Regions from separate parts of the Rattus norvegicus genome. Here region 1 is linked to region 2. The links are chromatin contacts, called in public Hi-C maps. All regions are on one chromosome and are shown on one strand. The core of a region is the stretch at or near the end of the contact, and the rest is flanking DNA. Distances in the headings are between cores, read along the strand shown.

What was found. Hi-C and Micro-C count contacts between places; a contact is called where the count stands out from the background.
Region 1: a contact with region 2 is called in a Hi-C map of prefrontal cortex, with 5 times the contacts expected there. The contact joins the promoter of Pcdh1 here to the enhancer-like site in region 2. A contact is called at or near these places in 4 of 12 Hi-C or Micro-C datasets (the A7r5 cell line, frontal cortex, kidney and 1 more) and 1 of 1 datasets of contacts at active chromatin or transcription factors (oligodendrocytes).

Annotation. Positions count from the first base shown.
Region 1 is chr18:30,287,749-30,294,906 of GRCr8, reverse strand. Pcdh1 (protocadherin 1) reads left to right here and starts at 4,471. Exons shown (of 5, transcript NM_001100689.1): 1 at 4,471-4,652.
Region 2 is chr18:30,152,650-30,160,561 of GRCr8, reverse strand. No RefSeq gene overlaps it. Among named protein-coding and RNA genes, the nearest start is that of Arap3, 72 kb to the right of the region's middle. Within about 2 kb of position 6,606, at least 67 of the 93 cell types and tissues checked have an H3K27ac peak or open chromatin away from gene starts, as enhancers often do. A contact at or near this core is called in kidney and prefrontal cortex, where this site is marked.

The DNA of each region.
Region 1 (7,158 bases), core at 3,222-5,721, 140 kb before region 2:
AGACAGTTTCTGTGGTCCCATTTCAGGAGGCAGCAAGGCAAACTACATACAAGTAGAATCTAGCAGGCATTTCCCACCCCTTCTCTCCCCTCCCAAATCAAGGTACCACTCTAGATGGAGCAGAACCCCATCTTCTCTCAGTTCCCATCCTTCATCTGGGCTGCCCTTGAGACTTGGTCCCTCTTTCCTTCTGTCTCCCCTCCCACTCCTGCGCTGCACAACCTACCAGGTTTCTATGGAAACGGGCTAGGAAGGCTCTGCCAGGAGGCCAAGGCCACCACTGCTCTTGAAGGGAGGGGAGAAAAGAAATTGAAAGTGCAGATCGGGAGACAAGTTCTAACCGTTCCCAGAGGGAATGCAGATGTGTGAGGAGTGAGGCTTTCTGGGGAGGAGGTGGGGGGAACGGGAACAGACAGAGATGTAACTGAATGATTGAGGGGTTCCTTCTTATTCCCCCAGTTCCCAGTGCTCCAGACATTTAGACAAGCTTCCTCAGAGGGAACATTAATGGGCAATAAAGGAAGGGAGGCCCATAATACCAGGAGTTCTGACCCTTCCTCTCTTGCATGAGGCTCTCTTCCTTTTAGAACATGCCCATCTGAGGGGACATCTCCAGGGAGCTACGAAATGGGAGAGGAAATAAGAGTAGACTGAGAATATCTGGAATGTTCACGAGCCTCCTCCCCAAGGCAGGCCATGGTAGAGACCCAGGACTGCCAGGTTCTTTTATGGCCTCCTAACTGACTCAGGCAACTTGCTGAGGAGGTGGGGGTGGGAGGGCTAGTTTGGAGGAAGCAGTTTTCTCTCCTCAGTCCATCCCATCAGGATGAGAGTGGAAAGGAAAAGGGAGATGGCCAAGGGGAGCTAGGAGCAGAAGAGGAGGAATAATTCTAAGACTGGCGAGGGGAGAGGTAGGCAAGGGGAGGGGTGGGATAGGGGAGGGGTAGGTCGAGGTTCTTAGAACTTTCTCCTCATGAAAAATTTGTCTCTTGACCATGGACTACTGAAAAAAAAATCTCAGAGTCCTAGGAAAGTATGCTGTAAGATAGATCTCTTGGGAAGCAGGCTCCCAGGTTACCAGAAGATTCATAAAGCTTCTCTAGAGAAGAGGGGGAGTGGAAGGGCTCCTCTGGGAACCCAGGATTTCCAGGATTTACCTATCAACTCTTCCTTGGCCGTAGCCCCATGTATAGCCATCCTGGTGTTTGCTTATTTTGGTTATTTTTTGATCAGATATTTTGGCACTATGCACACTGCCTCCTGTTGCCATGGCAGCCATGACAGGGGCTGAGGCACCGTGAGAAAAATACCAAAATTAATGAGTGAGCGAAAGTGCAGTGGGGAGAAAAACAAGGTTAAAAAAAGAGTTAAAACAGTAATGAAAACAGGCTTCTGGGCTCCACAGCAGAGCAGCTGCTGAGGCCTCCCCAGAACAGCTGGAACAGCCCGACCCTAGGGTCCTGGCATCTCCCAGACCTCTGGACAGGACTCACCTTCCCTCTCCTGCCCAGCCCATCACAGACCCAGCAATAGCCACGGGAGAACCATTCCGAGCAGATCAGTTCCCATCTTCAGTAGCGAGCTGTATCCCAGAACAGCAACTCAGGGAACACCTTCCCATCTCCTAGGCAACAGAGTCTTAGCTACAGCCCCCACACAACAGTGGTCCAGCTATATTACCAAGAAATGGCGTCCTAGCTACACGGGAGCTTTAGCTGCAGTTGTAACAGCATCCCCGTGAAAGCCTTGCACACAAGAACAGTCCAGCCTCAATCCCAGGCAATAGCATCCTAGCCAATCCTCAATATGCTGTCATCAACGGCTATAGCTTCAGGACCAATAGCATGCTAGCTACAATCCTATATACAACAGTAGCTCTGCTCTCATCCTAGGTAACAGCCTGCTTCTCAGGTACAGGCTCCTAGCAACAGCTCTTTATCTCCTTTAAGACCTACACAGTAGATTCAGCAACAGCCCTAACTACATCAAATTAATACAGAACTGCTCAGCTATATCCAGTCTCAAGTGTACCAGCCACACATCTTCAGCTTCCAGAACAATGGTTTTCAGTTATAGCACTCTTTCAATGCGCGCGCGCGCGCGCGCACACACACACACACACACACACACAACTTCACAATAGGTTCTTGGGTCATCTGATCAACTGGCGACAGTCTAGGCACACTAGCATCACAGCAACCTGAGTCAACAGCCTTTCTATTAGTTTTAGGTTCTACTGCATCCCAGTCCTCTAAGCTACAGCCCATCCCAGGTAAACACACACCAGCCAGCATTGCAGCCATTTTCATACCCAGCATCACCCAGGCTCCATTCTCTGGACACAGTCCCAGATGGACTCTCAGTCACTGTCAGTTTGAGGAGCCTCCCCCAATGCTTCACTTGCCAACCGGTCCTCCTCCCAGTTTGGTACAGAGCCAAGAGCCTGGCTTCTCTTCTTCAGATGCTACCCCCTCTACTCCCCGACTATCCTCCTCGAAGTCTCAGCTCTCTTGCCTGCCTTCCTGGGGCGGGGTGTGGGGGTGTGGAGCAAGCCCCAATACTCATACCTACATTGTCCCAACCCAGGTCCCCACAGAGACAGCCTGGCAGCTGGAGTAGGAAGGGATACAGCAAGGAAGAATAATAAGCATACCCTACTATTGCTGCCTTGGCCCAGTTCTATTCCAACCAGTTGGTGCAGGATTTTGGGTTGATGGTGGTGGAGCAGGGAGGATGGAGGGGAACATCTGGGAGATTAGCATTTCCTGTCCAGCTCTGCGGCTGCTGGTCCTGCTCAGCCCTGAGCAAAGGAGGAGAACAGAGGAGCCTTTGAATGGCTCCCAGCAAGCAGCCTGGGAGGGTTTGCTGCAGTGGGCAACAGGCACATGCTGGGGGCAGGGAAGCTGGGGCAGCTCCTCTGTGGAAGATTTCCTCTCTCCGGCCCACTGATTTGCTTTTTGGTACTGTGTTCAGTGGTGAGGCAGTGTGAGCTTTGCAAGAAGCAGGGAGAAGCCACTTAAAGGACAGGCCCTTTCTGCATCTCCTGTTGAGCGCCCCAATTGGGTTCCTGGGGCTGAGGGGGAGCAGAAGGTCCAGATCAGAAAGTGGGTGAGTGGGGGTGGGGGTGCACTGGAAGATCTCTGACAGTTCTCCGTTTCTCCTTCAGCAAGTTACAGATCTCACTCGTACCTTGAAGAATATCCCATATAAAAAGGCCCAGAGGCTAGGAAGAGGAGAAAGCAAAAGAAAGAAACAGAGATAGAAGAAAGGTGGAGATGGGAAAATGAGGGAGGGACAGGGGTGTGGGTGTGCAGAGGTAATGGCAGAGACCTAGAGAACAATCGTCTCACACGCAGACACTTTCCGTACACAGAACCTGGCCTTGCTACAGCTAACCTTCCTCATTCGTCTGACCTGAAACATGGAGCCTTGGCTTATAAAGCGGAACTAGGCAGGAGGTCCTACTGAATTGGGGCACTTGGCAGCCTGGGTACCAAAACCTGAGCGAGAGGGAGTGCCCACGCTGCTCAAGCACCTCAAGATGGCGCCAGAGAGCCAGAGCTGAGCGCAAGAAACCAAGTATTGGAGTGTGAGACACTGCCTGTGACACGGTGTGTGACTCGCCGAGTGTGTGGCAGGGAGCTTGTGGCACGGTGAGGGCGTGTGACACAGTCGTGACACTGAGCGGCTTCACGGGGTAGATATCCATTTGACTATATGAAGTGTGTTAAGTCACTGCCTGAAGCGCGTGGCAGAAGCTCTACACTGCCCAGAGGGCAGGTGATCAGGGGACTTCAACAGACTGACATTAGGAGCGTCATTTCATCCTCGCACTTGATTTTCTTCCTAGTCCTCACTGTAGAGCTCCAAGATCCCATCCCCTAGTCCTTTCCACAGTTCCTTTTACAATCTCACCCATATTACAGCTCCGGCCGGAGGGGGATGGGCGGACTTCCCCGGGGCGCAAAGAGAAGGGAGGGCCACTCGGGAGAGCAGACTCCGGAGTCTGAGTGGGAAGAGGGTGGGCCTGGAGGGGCAGCTCCGCTGAGAAGATGCTGGAAAGGAAAGAACCAGAAGAGACATTTCCCGTGCTTTGACTTCCCGGGCGGCAGAGTAGGGGACAGGTGTTTAAGGCAGGAGAGAGCAATTCCGAAGGGTCCTAGATGGATCCAGGCTTGGGTGGGATGAGTATAAGGTGAAGAGCGGCAAAGGAAGCCAGTGCAGTCGGCCTTAGGCAAGTGGCCGGGTTGGGGGGGAGGGCGTAAGAGGGGGGGGTGCTGTTTTGGGGGCGCGGTGGTCAGGGTCCCCTCCCAGCGGGACCAGAGCGATCCGGGCTCCACCTCTCGGCCGAAAGGGGGGTGGCGGGAGGAGGGCGGGCAGGCCGGGAGGGAGGGGGAGGGAGGGGGCGGGCCGGCTGTGCGCTCCGCTCTCTGCTGGCTCCGCCGCCGTCGCCGCCGCCGCTGCCGCCTCACACACTAGCGGAGCGGGAGCGCGGTGAGGACGCGAAGCCGCCGGGCTGCTACGCCCACAGCCAGCCGGAGCCGGAGCCTGAACCGCAGCGCCAGCCCCAGCCGTGCAGAGCCGCAGCCCGCGCCGGGGCCGGCGGCGGCTCACGGACAGCGGGGCGGGCGACCGGTGCTGCCCCGAGGCGGGTAAGGAGCTGGCGGCGGCGGCTCGGGGCCCAGAGCGGCCATGGCCGGCAGGAGCTGAGGGAGGGGCGCTCGGTGGAGCGAGGAGACCGGGGCCCAGTCGATGCCCAGCTCACCGGGACTGAGGCGGAGGCCGCTGGGACACCGAGTGGGGGGTTGCGGCCGGGGCTCCCTAGCCTCCAAGGTCCACTGCAAGAAGCGGAGAGAAGGGAGGGGGTGCCGAGTTGGACCCCGGCCCCGGCGTCCGCACTCGGGCGCGCTCCAAGCCGCGGGGATGAGAGACTCCTGGAGCGCGCGGAATGGAGAAGGTTTCGGGGAAGCGCAAGGCCCTCAGCTCAGCCGGGGGCTGCCGGAGGACTAGGGAAGCTAGGAACATTATCCACGACACACACTTGTTGGGCGATTTGCTCAGCTCACTCAGGCGCTTCCAGCTCGTCGCGGACACCTGGAAGAGCCACATCACAGACACATACACACATACATTGATCCGTACATATGTGAGCACAGACATACCTCCCGCACACCAGCGCCCACTGGGGCACAGTCACCAGCTCAGAATCTGCTTCAGCGCCTGCACGATCAGCAGCGGGGACACACAACCCGTGGCCATAGATAGCTACAGCACAATCGGGTATGATATTGAGCAATGCCGGACACACAAACACAACCTCGTGCCTTCCTGTACGAATATAACTGCCTCGGTTCGCCAGATGAACGCTGAACCTAGTTCCCTACACATACCGCTGAAGGAACACACCCTAACACAAATGGGTGCCCACTCCTTGGCCAGGATATAGGTATACAGCACAGGTCTTGCTTGCCCCTCTACTGCACCCACACATACACAACCCAGTGTCTCATAACACGCTTAGATAGCACACTCCTTAGCAGAGAGGTACCTACAGCAGCGCCTCACAAGCAGAATTCACTGCTTCAAGCATCTTAACACTGGTTGTCACACACACCTTACACCAACAGTGTCACATTACACTCTGCAGCGCGCGCGCACACGCACACACACACACATATACACACGCGCGCGCACACACACACACACACCACACCACACTCCACTCTCCCTGGCCAGATTCCCTCGGGAGAAGCCTCCAGGCTCTCCTAGAGAGCACCCAGAGCCCTGTCACCTCAATCGGGACTTTGTTATTGTAAATATCGGCACAACCGGAGCCCCCGGGCCGGCCAGACCGGCTTCTCGGCGACACCTCCCCCCCACTTCCACTCCGGGGCCTGACCAGCTGGGTATTCCGGGAACAAGCTGAACCTGACAGGCCGCGCCGGGCCGCCACCCTGGAGCTGTGTGGCCCTAGATCCCTTTGCACAATACTAGAGGTGTTTGAAACCTTTTTCGGGCCGTTTAGCTGCTTTCTCCGAGCTACCTGGGTCCCTAGCACACCTAGGTCCCGCACACCTGCGTGCCCCTCTACTGGGGCCCGGTCGCAGGCCAGTTCGGTGTACCGACAAAGCCTCGGGGCCAGAATGGAGACCGCAGCATGCGCAGAAGAAAAACTGGTAGGCGAATAGGACTCTCGTTCCTTCCTCCGGCCACTCTCCGGTAGTTGAGGCTTCTAGCCTCAGTTTCCCCAACAGTGAGGGTAACTATTCCTTCAGCAGGAAAAACGAGTGACGCTGAGGCCATCGAGGACTGAGTGCAGGGCAAGTACCCCGTTTCTGCCGCCTTGAGAGGATCGGTTTTATGAGAATGTCCCCGCCCGGCCAGGCTCGCGGCTTTGTGATTCCGGCGCCGGCTTCCTCCCTGCCCCCCTCCCGGCGCCCGCTGCGCTGCTCCCGCCGGCGCCGGCTTGTGGGGGACCTAGGCGGAGGCCGGAGATGCGGGAGAGGAGGGATTCCCCGCGGCGGTCCTGAAGGCGAGGGACGCAAGTGACCGCCTGGCCTAAGAGTTCTTACTATACTGCGCCTCACCTAGTCTCACCTTGGGTTCCAGGAGGCCAGGCGTCACCCTGGTGGGGGCGGGGATGGCGACCAAAGCCTTAGGAGCGGCCGCCGTCCCCCACTACACACAAACACACACGCACACACTAGGCGTCCTCTGGGAGGAGGCGCTCAGGCGTGCTTGGGTGTGTACGGAGAGCGGTCACTGACCGAGAAGGTAAGGACTAGGGCTGCTCCTGCTGGTTAAACCCAGGACTTAGAGCTGGAAGGTGCCGTGCTTCTTCCAGCACCTGCTCTCGGTCGCCTGGACTTGTACAACCCAGAAGGTATTTGTGGCAGCCTTAGAGGTCTAATGTGTGAGAGCGCCTGGGTGCTACTTGCTTGAGTAGGGGCTCCGCGGCGGTGTTGGAACCTGTAATAACCAGACTAGGGTAGAGGATGCGTTCCAGGAGAGAATCTATGAAACCTCAGAAAGGACGAAAAACAGGGATGGGGGAACAGGCCGGGGCTCTGGAACAGCCTCATCTAGTCGTCTCCTTTTCTTCTCCAGCCTCTAGTTCCATATTAGAAAGCACTGGCTGGAAAGGAGTATTTCGCAGTT
Region 2 (7,912 bases), core at 5,357-7,856:
AGAGTCCTGCTATGCACCAGGACTTGGGAAAGGGGGCCCGCATGGGGGAGGGAAGGGGGAAGCATCTCCAGTAAGCCAGCTGAAGATAATGGTGGCTGGGGGTAGAACAACACAGACATCGTGGCACCTAACTGCCCAGCATGCACTGCGCCAAAGCCTGTGTTCCTTAACATTACCTCATTGCACCATGACAGCACCAGCGGGTACACACTGTTACTGTTTCCATTTTGTTTATTAAATAGCATTTTATTATAGAAGCAATGCATGCACAGTCTGGAAGTGTAATGAATACAGAAAGCAAAAATACAAAAGTTAAAAACTGGTCATATTCCCGTCACCATAGCACCACATGCCCGCTACCCCTCTCTTTAGCTTTTGAAATAAAGTCTTGCCAGGTAGCACTGGCTGGTCTAGTACCCACTTTGTAGCCCAGCCTGGCCTCAAACTTGTGGCAATCCTCCTGCCTCTGCCTTCTAAGCTAAGGTCTGAGATTACAGGTGTGCATCACCATGCCCAGCTATTCTTGATCTTTTTTTAAAACATGTCTTTTTTTTTTTTTTTTTTTTTTTTTTTTTGTCAAAATGTGATCAAGGGGTTGGAGAAATGGCTTAATAGTTAAGAGCACTGGCTGATCTTCCAGAGGACCTGGGGTCAATAACTAGTGGTGGCTCACATTGACCCTAATTTCAGTTCCAGGGGATTTAACATCCTCTTCTGGTCTCCACTGGTACTGCATGCATGTGGTGCACAGATAACATGCAGGCAAAATGCCGTACAGGTAAAATGGGAAAAAGTGCATGGTGTCAGGGAGCATGCCTTTAATTCCAGTGCTTGGGAGTCAGAAGCAGGTGAATCTCTGATTTCCAGGCCAGCCTGGTCATGGAGCAAAAAAGTGATCAGATGTGTATGTGAAAGCTGTGTGTGACTTGCAATTCCCCTCCTTCATTCAGTAAATATCCTCTTTTAATACATGGCCTATGTATACGTTTCTCCAATGGGCCACCCTCCCAATCCTTTCTAGTTGGTTTGCCAGAGTCCAGTATGGGGACACCAGCACCTGATCCCCTGTACAGCACCCCGCTTAGCACAGTGCAGTCCATTGTGTTTCAGCTGTTGACCCATTAGAACATCTGTATCAGCCTTCCTGTACACACCCCTTCTCCTGTCTATCTAGTTATTTCTTTGTGCTATTATTCAGCTTATGACACTCCCCCAGCATTTCCAAATTAGAACTGTGATCTAAAGGCTGAAGCAATTCAGAGTAAACCTTTGGAGCACATGTGAGGCAATGCCGATGTGTCATACTGCACTACAGTAGAAGGCAGTGGCACCTTATTCCCTCCCCATCAGACATACTTAGGCAGACAGCATGGTGGCTGCGGTTTTATCCTCACCTCCTAGAAAGTAATGTTTGTGGGTTACTTTGGCACTGAACACACTCATTTCTGTCACCAGAAATCCACTTAATGGTTATTAGCACCAATCCATAATCCTTGACTGATTACTTTTGTATTTAAGAGATGTTATTTTTTTATACACGAGTCTGCCTGTGTGTGTGTTGTGTGTGTGTTGTGTGTGTGTGTGTGTGTGCGTGCATGTGTGCATGGGACTGCAGAGGCCAGAAGAGGGCATGAAACCCCCTGAAGCTGGAGTTACAGTCAGTTGTGAATCACCCGACATGGGTGCTGGGAACCAAATTTGGGCCCTCTGAAAGAGCAGCAAGCACTCTTAGCTTCTAAGCCTGTCCCCAGTTCCCGTTCTTCTATTTAAAGGGGCAAAAAACTTGAGACTCGGGTGGGAAACCGAACTCACATAATCAGCACGTTCGAAAGCTGAATTGAATAGAAATCTGGTTTTCTTCTTTCCCTCCATCCTGAGTGGATGCATAGTAGGTGCCCAAACACACATTCAAATGCAGAAGCTCCTGCTGGAAAGATGGTCCTCTCTCTGTATGGATGGAGCTTGTCTAAGGGGAGAAAGGTTCTTGGTAAGGTCCACCCTGCTTTCTGGGTGAGAGCCGAAGCTACTAATGACAGAGGTTGGCAAAGCAGCTCAGCCTGTGTTACATGACAGCCCGCACTAAGAAATTTAAACCATTATCCTCTCTAATTCTCCACACAAGCCTGCAAGGTCTGCAGCATTCCCAACCTTCAGAACTGAGAAAAGACGGTGTTCTAAAAGGTGAGGTACTTGCCTAAAGCCACACAGCTAGTGAGCTGCAGAGCCAGGGTTAGCTTTGCTGACTCCAAACTCCACACACTGTCACCAATTTGACCTGACTTTCAGCTTCCTAACTAGCCTGAGATGAAACCAGTGAGTGAAACTTGGCTCTCCCTCCTTTATGAACTGGTTCACCTAGCCATGCTTTTTTGTTTGTTTGATTTAAGATTTATTTATTTTATGTATGTGAGTACACTGTAGCTGTCTTCAGACACACCAGAAGAGGGCATTAGATCCCATTACAGATGGTTGTGAGCCACCATGTGGTTGCTGGGAATTGAACTCAGGACCTCTGGAAGAGCAGTCAGTGCTCTTAACTGCTGAGCCACCTCTCCAGCTCCCTCACCTGGACATGATTTAACTAGACCCAATCATGCTTAGTTCCCAAGATCAAGCATGTTTAAGGTTGTCTGGCCTTAGACTGGGCTGGTTCTGATGTGGTCCTGAGCTGTGTTGCCACTCTGTTAGCATCACAGAGTACTCCTAGTTCCCTGTGCTGACCTCTACCTACCCACGACCCTCTCCAGTGTATGAAATTACCCTAACCCGGCCGGAGGCCTCCAGCCTCTGCACCTGTTGATCCTCCACACTGCACCCCTCCCCAGGGCCTGATACTTCCGTCCCAACTTCACTCTTAGACAACAGCACACAGTTGATGTAGCACTTTTCTTTTCTCACCATTGTGAGAGCTTACAGCTCTACTCTGAAGGGAGCAAGGATTGTGAGTTCCATCCCACAGAGACAGATGTTGAGGCTTGGCAAGCAAAGGGCTGAGCCCACACCTGCTTCAGTCTTGCCCCGTCAGCATGTTAAGACAGCACGGAGCCTCCCGGGGAGTTTCAACACTGGGTGGAGGTGGTGGAGAGAAGGAAAGGTTTGTTCCCGTGGGGTCTGAGTCTGGAGCAAAGGCTTCAGGGTCAGGCTTACATCCTCCAGCCCTGTCAGAGAGCAGGTCTCTGAAATGTCACCTGCACTGAGGGTGTCTTGAGAAATGTCAACAAATGCTGGTTTGAGTCCCTTGGCAGAGGGTGGAGCCAGCATTTCTCTGTAGCCTCTGGGCATGTTACCCTGTTCCAACTACAGAAGAGAAACCAAAGAGCCTTGGGGATTTCCCCAGATATGTCCAACATTTAGCAGACTTTATAGCTAGGGGGAATTGAGACCCAGAACTCACAGAGTAGGGTACTCTCCAGAAGCATCAAGGACCACCACCATCCACTCTCATTCCAGCTCATTCCCTCATTCCAGTCTCTGGTCTCCCTTCCACCCTAGAATCGATTCTGCCTTATCTTCTCTAAGCCCTGGAGCCCTAGGCCCCCTGAGTCCTGGGAGCAACAGGACTAGAGGAGGTCATTCAGTGCTATGGGCCTAGCATGTAGGAAAGGCAGTAAGAGAACACCAGACCCTGCTTTCCTCAACCTTTTGCAGAATTCACATCTGTACTGCAGAGGTGACATCACAGCCTCCAAGAGCTCTGGAAACACCCATTTCCTTCAGGTTGTGAGGCTGAAGCCCTTCCCTCTCCCAGTAGGAATACCTCAATTCATCATCCTTTCACCTAGCCAGATGTCTTAGGGTTTCTATTGCTGTGACAAAACACCATGACCAAAAAACAAACTGGGGAGGAAAGGGTTTTATTTATCGTATTCTTCCACATCACTGAAAGGAGTCAGGACAGGAACTCAAGCAGGTCAGGGACCTGGAGGCAGGAGCTGATGCAGAGGCCATGGAGGGGTGCTGCTTACTGGCTTGCTCCTCATGTCTTGCTCAGCTTGCTTTCTTAAACAAGCCAGGACCACAACCTAGGGATGGCCCCACCCACAATGGGCTGAGCCCTCCCACGCTGATCACTAATTAAGAAAATGCCTTACAGCTGGATCTTATGGAGGTGTTTTCTCAATTGAGGTTTCCTATTCAGGTAATTCTAGCTTGTGTCAAGTTGACGTAAGTAAGCCTAGCCAGCACACCAAGGAAGGCTGTTTCCTGGCCCAGTTTTGCTCAAGCCCCACCCATTCACATTCTCTCCTCTTGGGTGAAAAAGACCAGTCTCCACATCTTAGAGACCCTTCCCCAGAGTGCCTGGGCCCTCCTCTCTCCTCCTCTCTCCTGGCCCCATCACCATTGTAGAATCTGGTGGCTGAGGGCCTGGGAGGGAAACACCTGGGTCATTCCTATTCTTACCTCCCACACCTGCCAATACCACAGGTGCACAGCTGAGAGTCTTGGAGCAAAAAAGAAAAAAAAAAGAAAAAGAAAAAGAAAGAAAGAAAGAAAAAGAAAAATAAATAAATAAATAAATAAATGTTTCAAATCAGGCGAACCATTGCACGTAACTATCTGCACTTCTGCCTCAAAGCACTTGAAGCTGATCTTCAGACTGAAAGCTTCCTGAGAGTAGGGCCCATGTCTCTGAGTCATTTCTTGGTGATTAATCCAGCACCCTGCCCAAGAAGGCACCTAATAACTCTTTTAAAAAAGAGAGATGGGCTGGAGAGATGGCTCAGAGGTTAAGAGCATTGGCTGCTCTTCCAGAGGTCCTGAGTTCAAATCACAGCAACCACATGGTGGCTCACAACCATCTGTAATGGGATCCAATGCCCTCTTCTGGTGTGTCTGAAGACAGCTACAAATAATAAATAAATCTTAAAAAGAGAAAGAGAGAATATATCAATGAATGAGTGAATGCATATATAAATGAATGGATGAATGAATGAATGACCTAGACAAGCAAGGACTTTGAAACAAACAAACAACAACAACAACAACAACCCTCTTATTATGATGAGGAAACAAGGTTTAGGAAGGTCAGTAACCCAGAAAGGGCTCCCTGATGTTTGTTACACAGTAGAATCAAAGCCTTCTTCTCTGAGAGCCGGCCCAGGAAGCTTAGAGCAAGAGCAGGGAGCAGACCTTAGGGGCAGCAGGGAAGGCTGTCTGGGCAAGGCTTAGGCTGAGGCTCAGGCAGATGGAGGCTCTGCCCAGAAGAAAGGACTTTCCTGGAATTATTCTGCCTCCAGGTGGAGAAGCACAGAAGCCTAATTGGTTTTCTCAGCTCCTGGAGCTCGGTTCATAAATCATGGCTCCATTGAAGATACAGGCACCTCATCTCTGGAGACTTGGGTGTGACTTGATGCAAACTCCGAGTGACAGGAAAAGGCTTTCAGCCTCCATGTGCAGGTGCCTATGCCGCCCCTGCCCAGAATAGAACACACCAGTCTCTTGTCAAGGTCCACTACTCACCTGCGGTGCACCACTAGGTACTCCATGCTCAAGTGCCCAGGGCCCCAAGGGAGAGGCTGGGAAAGGAGAGGTCCAGGAATGCAGAGTGGGAGTGTGGCAAAGGCCCAAAAAGCCTTCCTTTTCTGCATTCAATCCCACTCACTATTTATTGAGTGCCTATCTTGTGCCAGATACTGTGCCGGGCTCTGGGGATCCTGGGATGGCTCAGATGCAGGGGAGAGGGGAGGGGAGAGGCAGCTACTGAGACAATCATCACAACATGGGTGATAAGTGCTTTAGAGGGAACTACAAAGTGCTCTGGGAGCTCAGAGCAGCGGGCCATTCATTCTTCCCCTGCTGGAAGAGTTCGGGGAAAACTGTGTGGGGTGGGAGCATGTTGGCTGGGTCTGGTGGGCTTGACGGTAGGAGGTGGAGGAAGGACACCTCATGCAGAGAAGAGCGTGTGCAAAGACAGGGATGAAGGAGAAAACCTTGTTACAGTGTAGCAGATGGGGAGGCAGGAGGATCGCTGGACAGCAAGCTGCAGGCCAGAATCAGAAAAGCCATGAATGATCGTTAGGAGAGTGGCTGGACCCAGTCCAGCCGTGGGCAAAGGGGAGCCATTGAAGAATTTTAAGCAGGGGTGTGCGGGGTGGCAGGGCCAGATTTGTGTTTTAGAAAGCCTTCTCTGGGGAGTGAGAATGGACTAGAACTGTGGCCAACAGGCAGAGAGAGGGAATGCATCCTAGGGACACTTTGGAGGAAAGATGGGCAGGGCTTTTCCCTCCTAAGTAACGCTTTTGCACTCTCTTGCCTTTCCACTCATGCTGAGTTCCCCTGGGGAGGAGGGCCGCATCCTTCTTACTCTGGTCGGCTGAGGGCTTCTGCATTCATAGAGCTGAACCTACAGGGTCTGACTGACAAGAACGGCTCCAACAGCTCAGAGTCCTGCTGTGAGCCTGAGCTAGTGACTTCTCTCTACTCAGTCCACAAGCGCCATACAGTGGTAAGCTTAGCCTAGGCCTCTGGGGAAGGCCCAGAAGATCCTCCCTCCCTCTTCTTCCTTCCCTCTCCCTCTTCTTCCCTCTCCTCCCTCCCTCCTCCCTGGAGCCCAAGCTTTCTTGCTGGGAGCTCTCAGAGCCAGCAGAGCTGTGGATGAAATGGTTCGGTGGCTCCAGCCCAGCTGCTGTCATGGCAACCAGGCTGCATGCCAGACCCACAACCAGGAGCCCAGTTACCTGCTCCAGAACTACATTTCCCAGCATGCAAAGCACCCGCAGGAACGAAAGAAACTCACTCTCTGCCTGGGTCCGGCCTAGAAGATGCATGGAGGAACACAGTGTAGAACAGCCCCCAAGCCCAGTCCCCGCACCCTTACCTCACTCCCGCAAGCAAAAACAGGGAGTGCCTGTGTGTCTGGAGGAGGCCTGGAAGCCCTTCCTCCTTGTTGAGTCACCTGCCTGATATCCCAGAAGGAAGCCCAGAAAAGAGCAAGGGTTAGGGATAGATAATCTTCCTGATTTCCTCACCTATCCATCCGTGGTGTGGATTGAAAATATTCTCTCACACAATCATCAGTATCCTCCATCTTTGCCCGGACTCGAGGGAACAAGTCTAAATGGCTACAATGCATAGCTGATTGGCCTGTTTGTCTCTCCTCAAGTCCCTTCCTCTTTCATCCACAGAAGCCCAAATGACCTTTTCAAAATGCAATTCCATCTTATCACTGCTGATGGTGCCCACCCCTTGCTGTTTAAACTCTTCAGTGTTTAAATCTTTGGCTTGCCCACGAAGAAACAAATTGCTTAGCACAGTTGACAAGGCCCTACATGGTGGTCTGACTTCTGCCTGCTTTCAGCCCCCTTCAGTGACCCCACACAGTCAGCAGTACTGGATGGGCTTTTGTTTCCTTATAGAAGTCATGTGCTGTCTGATGCAGGGCCTCTCTCGGGAACACTTTTCTTCTGCCTTTGCCCTGTATAGACTTCCCAACCTCAGAGTAATATCATCTTCTAAGGGAGCTCTGCTAACCCAGCTTACTTGACCAGTACTTGGTCTTGTCAGCCCCTTTCTTAAGTACTTGTCACAGTTGCACCTGTGACACCTTTGCATCAATCTATGCAATCATTTGACACCTGTGCATGGTAGCCTCTGTGAAGGGAGATTACCTTTCAGCCTTCATACTGCAGTTTAAGAACCATTCTTCAGGGGGTTGGGGATTTAGCTCAGTGGTAGAGCGCTTGCCTAGCAAGCGCAAGGCCCTGGGTTCGGTCCCCAGCTCCGAAAAAAAGAAAAAAAAAAAAGAACCATTCTTCAAAACAAATGGATTTGCCTAAGCCTTAGTCTTGCTGTCTCACAACCTGCAGTATACCTTGGCCTGTGTGTAGTAGTACCAGAGACCTCTCAGTGAGCAAGATGCAGATGAACTCTTTCCTATCATGAGGCCTTTAGTCCAGGGAAGAAGACAGACACC